Regions from separate parts of the Zea mays genome. Here region 1 is linked to region 2. Evidence: chromatin contacts called from public Hi-C data. All regions are on one chromosome and are shown on one strand. Each heading gives the region's core, a stretch centred on a gene start, on an enhancer-like site or on the middle of the called end of the contact. The rest is flanking DNA. Distances are from core to core; before and after follow the strand shown. Region 1 holds the start of LOC103653831 (WD repeat-containing protein 44). Region 2 holds the start of LOC100285570 (ferredoxin-thioredoxin reductase, variable chain-like).

Region 1 (2,749 bases), core at 179-2,678, 390 kb after region 2:
TTTTTATCTTTGCCGAAGCTCCTTCTTGTAACGAAGCTAGAGAAAAATGATCCTTCGGTTGAGAATACAGTGAGCAAGCTTCGGCTGTGGTCAAGTTTTTCGGCAGCACAACAGTGCAACGGCAATGAATGCTGTGGTAACTCCACACCTGCTCGTCTGTTTATATAGTGCTGCAGGTGGGAAGGTGAATCGCCAAGTCGCCCACACCCGCTGAACAGTCGCCCGCACCCGCTGAATGGTGGACCACTCGGCGCCTGGGAAGTGAATTACCAGATCGTTCGTACCCGCTGCGTGGTGGGTCACCTTGCGCTCTAAATATTTTAATCGTTTCTCGGCAACGAACTCAGGGAAGGTGTTTTTCGGACCTTCGGAATTCCGAAGCTTTTGAGATTTTTTCACGGATCAAGCTCGTTACGAAAAACGATCTAGCACCGCGAAGGGGCTACTGTTGGGGGTCTGCTTCGTAGCCGAAGGTCCTCTAAGCAAGTTAACACATAAGCAGACACAACACGAAGGTACAGGCCGAAGTTACGATCCAGGAAGCTTCGGCATAGTGACATGCATTGAGACGAAGGGCTACACAGACCTAAAGAGGCAAAGACCGATCAGTCCATGATAGTTTGTGTCATGTTTATAGTTATTTGTCGAGGGCATGAATATAATTTCGACCGGGCTGCGTCCCGTGCCTATAAATAGATGAACAGTACCCCGTACTATTCACGCTATCCTGTAATCGCTCGTGCGCAACATTTAGATTTTTGCCTTCTGTCAAGCCGAAGGTATAAATGTAATTAAATATCATATTTAATATCAAAGTTCATATAATGATAACATATGAGTGATATTATGTGTTTGTTCATATTATCTTTCATATTCCATATATTTCACTTTTCATTAGCTTATAACCGTGATCATGAAGGTACGCCCTTCATGACCTTCGTTCGAAGATCGTTGGGCCTGTTTGGTTCAGCTTTTTTCTAACTAGCTTTTCTGAAAATCTGGTTGTAGAGAGAATCTGGCTGTATGGAGAATTTGAGTATCATTACGATTACGTGTGAAGGAAGATAAAGTTGTTCATAGGGCTCAGGATTTAGAAAGTGACTGATTCCTACTATTACAACGACTCAACCGATTATGTGTTTATGTTGATTTTGGATGGTTTTTGCCCCCAACGAATTTTATAGAAGCTGGCTGAAAAGTTGAGCGTTTAGCAATCCGCAGCAGCTTTTGGTGGCCAGAAGCTGCTAGAAGCCGAAACAAACATGTCTGTTATATCCTGAGGGAAATAATGCTTCGAAGTACCAAGAACATTGACATTTAAGACTTCGTGTTGCCTTGTTCTTGACTTATAGCATTTGAAAACAAGTCCCAACAATACGTAAACTATCAAAGCAGGTCACAGCCTCGCAGGTGAATCAGTTTGGGAGTGGATGATGCCCCAGCCTGCATCGAACATCTGTTGTTGACTGAAGAGTACAATCATCATATTCCCTAATGAAATGGAACTCTGAATCTCAAATAATAAAAAAACCCAGCACCAGCTGTGTATTAGCGGCCGGGCGGACAAGAAGCAGTTACCGCGACAACGGACGACGGCGACGCGAGCAGTCGAGTAAAGACGCGGTGGGGCGGCGCTGCGCTGGGCGGGTGGTGAGATCAGAGGAAGGAACGGGATCGCTCCCGGTTAGGTTGTCGTCGTGCGCGGGTGCTGGGGCGAGGGCGTGGCGGATCTCATCTAACGCCGCCACTTGCTGCTACCACTTCCCCTTCCCCCGCACCTCTGAGCTCTGACCTCCCGCCCTTCTCCCACCCATCACCATCTTTGTCCCTCGCGCAATTCGCCGAACACACCGCGCGCGCCGCGCCTCCCTGCGACGGCTGCCTCCACGGCCAATGCTGGCGGCGCGATGAACGTGGATGAGGAGGTGGAGAGCGGGGAGGAAGAGGAGGAGGACCTGTTCTACGAGTCGCTCGATCGCATCCTCTCCTCCTCGGGCTCCTCCACATCTGCCTCGGACGACGACGGCGCCGACAGCCCGCGCCGCCGCCGCGGTTGCGATGCGCCGGTCGCGGCCGCCGCAGCGGCCCTCGACCTGTGGACCTCTCAGCCGTCGCCCGTCCAGGAGCGGCGCCGCCGGCTGCTCCAGCTGATGGGGCTCATAGGGGATCCTTCCCTCGCCGGGTTTGAGACTGGCCGGTCCGCCTCCGAAGATGCCGCGGGCCCGCCCCCAGCCTCTCCCGTCTCTCGGTCCAGATCAGGCGGGGCCGCCCTCGGCTCCGCCGGGAAGCCACCACTCGGGGGCGTCCGTCTGCGGTCATCCTTGTCCGACGGGCCCGATCCTGCCGACGAGGACCCCAGGTGCTTGATCAGGAACCTTGACGACGGCAGAGAGTACGTGGTGAAGGAAGAATTCGGTCTCCGCGAGGTCGGCACGGGGCGCCACCTTACCGTTGAGGAGTTGGCCCGCTCACCTATTGTTCAGGAGCTTATGCGGCGCCAAGCTTTTAGTACTCCCAACTCCAACTGCAACTCAAATTCCCAAAGTGGCGCCTCCACACCGATCGAAAGGTCGAGCTCAGGTTCCAGCAATGGTGGGTCGCGCTCCAAGCGGCGAAGCAGCTGGCTCCGCAGCATCCGCTGCGCAGCTGGGTCCTTGGTCACCCACTCCCGTGACCGCAGCAGCAGCGACGAGAAGGACACGTCTTCAGAGAAAGGCGGGCACCACTCCAGCTCCGCTACGGATGACAG
Region 2 (2,825 bases), core at 281-2,780:
ATCTATACTCCTTTTATAATCCACCAGTTTTAACTTTGCAAATTCTAACGAAACCACCTCCACACCCATAACCTTCGTTAAACAAATTACACTCACACATAACACTCCCTCAAAACCAATTATTCAAATCGCTAGAGATCCCTTCTCTCTTACCCACTCAAATCATATGATCAATATTATTTAGATCATTCTTTCTCTCTCTCATCCCTCATCACACACAAAGTAACCCTGCCTCCTGCCTCCCCCTGACCCTTAAGTTAGGAGGATGTTTTTTTTTTGCCCGCACAAGAGGCTTAAACAGCTAAAAATCCATTCCCTCGGTTGGAGCTGATCTAATGTAGGACAAAATACTGAATGTAATGTGCATCTGCCTGTCCAATGTAAATACAAAACTACACCTGCACACTTTGACCTTAGGGGCCCATAATTTCGATTGAGCACATGCTAAGGTGATGCTGGTTGTTCGGAGGATTTAGAAAAGGCGCAATGGAAGGGTTTCTAAACAGCAGCAATCCACGGAGCATAGTCGACAAACAGCGGCAAAATGATCACTATTATAACTCCGAACAATTCCCAACAGCTGAAACATTTGCCACTCCCAAGCTTACTACCCCGCCGGAACAATATACACAAGACACAAGCGACCGCCGCGGCCATGATTATTCTATAATCTATAAGAACGGTTAACTCGGACGCGCTCTGACTGACGCCCGTCACATCACTCCCCATCGACGAACTCGAACTCGTCCTCACGGAGGTGGACGAAGAACCGGACGGGCTTGGGCTGGCCCTCGACGGCGAGCTGGACCTCGACCTTGAAGGGCAGGTTGGCGGTGACGCGCTTGCCCTTCCACACGCCGACGTACTGCTTGACGACGCCCTCCATGCCCTGGACGTCCAGGTCGGGCGCCTTGATGACGTGGTGGACGCGGAGCGGCGCCGTGACGCGCACCCGCCTGCCGATCTTGGGCGCGGCCGCGGCCTCCTCGGCCGCCACGTCGTCCGAGGCCACCTCGCTGGTGAGCGCGACCTGGAGGAGGAGCAGGCGCGCGCGGCGCGGCGGGGGCGGGGGCGGGCCGGGGAGCCGGGGGAAGGCGGCGGACGCGGACGCGGGCGCCGGGGAAGGGAGCCGGCGGCGCAGGAGGACCGAGGAGGTGGAGGTGGACGGCGGCGCTACGGCCGCGGTGGCGGTCGCCATTGGGTGGGTGGGGACTCTCCGGTGCTGGGTCGAACAGGTGGTGGATGCGGAGGAGTCGAGGAAAGGATAGAGGCGGCGGGGCAAACGAAAGGCGGGAGCGAGCGGACGGTCGCTGCGACTGCGAGTTGCGTATGGGTTCTGGCGTTCTGCCGAGGTGATGGATGCCTCGGTTTGCCTCTGTTCGTCTGGGCCCCGGGAAACGCTGAGGGTTTGGCGAGTTTGCAGAGCATCTAGCGCGAAAACCAAAGAAGTGGATAAGGCGGGAGCGCACCCCTGGCTGTGGTTGCTCTGCTCGCCATGTGTCACGATGCTCAGCGAGAATCCGAGGATAACCAAACAAGTTTCGGTAGCCAGAGGATGAAGAAGAAGCATATAAGAGAAGATTGGGGTTCAGGATTTAGACCACGCCACCGACGCCAGTCAGCACTCTTCGGTCCTCAGCCTCTCCTAACTGACATTCCCATCTCCATGCAATGCAAAACCAGCTTGTCCCAATCTGGAAACCGGTGAACGTCCCAAAGTGACATGGCGGATGTCCGTACAGCACATCAAACGGTGAACGTCCCAGAGCTGAATGGAAACAGGCATTGAGGTACCGTACCAGTATTCAGCAACTACCAACCATCAGTGCCATTGCCGAGGGCTAGGGTGGCCATTGCACCTCAGAAAAGACCTCCGGACACTGATCCAAATTGTTGGAAATATTAACAGGATCTAAAATTAATTTGATAATGCAGTATAAAACGAAAAAAATCCAGATCTACTACCTCAACAAGAACAGATCTAAACTAACTCAATAAGATTAACGCATAAAATAACAATCGACAGCGGATCTAACCATAAGACCGTCATTGCAACAAACTGAAACTGCAGATTTATTCACAGTGATTTCTACGATTTTTTAGAGGAACCCGAGCGGACGTGCGCGAAGCACTTCCCAGAAACCTGATTCGCCGGCACCCGTGCAGGTTATCAAAACGCTGACGGTGGTTCGGAGACGAAGGGACGACAATGCAGATGTCGGGGACCATAATTAGGGGTACCCCCAAGACTCCTAATCTCAGCTGGTAACCCCATCAGCACAAAGCTGCAAAGGCCTGATGGGTGCGATTAAGTCAAGGCTCGGTCCACTCAAGGGACACGATCTCGCCTCACCCGAGCCCAGCCTCGGGCAAGGGCAGCCGACCCCGGAGGATTCACGTCTCGCCCGAGGCCCAGTCTTCGCCAACAAGCAACCTTGGCCAGATTGCCACACCGACCGACCGCACCGCAGAAGCATTTAATGCGAGGATGGCCTGACACCTTATCCTGACGCGCGCCCTCCAGTCGACAGAGCCGAAGTGACCGCAGTCACTTCGCCGCTCCACTGACCGCCTGACGAGAGGACAGCGCCGCCTGCGCCGCTCCGACTGTTGTGCCACTCGACAGAGTGAGGCTGACAGCAGCCAAGTCAGGCCTCGGGCGCCATAGGAAGCTCTGCCTCGCCCGACCCCAGGGCTCGGACTCGGCCTCGGCCCCGAAAGACGACGAACTCCGCCTCGCCCGACCCCAGGGCTCGGACTCGGCCTCGGCCCCCGGAAGACGACGAACTCCGCCTCGCCCGACCCTAGGGCTCGGACTCGGGCTC

The links. A called contact is a pair of places that touch in the nucleus more often than the background predicts.
Region 1: a contact with region 2 is called in a Hi-C map of tassel, with 3 times the contacts expected there. The contact joins the promoter of LOC103653831 here to the promoter of LOC100285570 in region 2. A contact is called at or near these places in 3 of 25 Hi-C or Micro-C datasets (ear, leaf and tassel) and 1 of 3 datasets of contacts at active chromatin or transcription factors (leaf).

The regions. Positions count from the first base shown.
Region 1 is chr4:151,738,292-151,741,040 of Zm-B73-REFERENCE-NAM-5.0, forward strand. LOC103653831 (WD repeat-containing protein 44) reads left to right here and starts at 1,429. Exons shown (of 7, transcript XM_008680640.4): 1 at 1,429-2,749. The coding sequence starts at 1,908.
Region 2 is chr4:151,343,970-151,346,794 of Zm-B73-REFERENCE-NAM-5.0, forward strand. It overlaps LOC100285570 (ferredoxin-thioredoxin reductase, variable chain-like), which reads right to left and starts at 1,531. Exons shown (of 1, transcript XM_020551890.2): 1 at 524-1,531. The coding sequence starts at 1,198. The coding sequence ends at 719.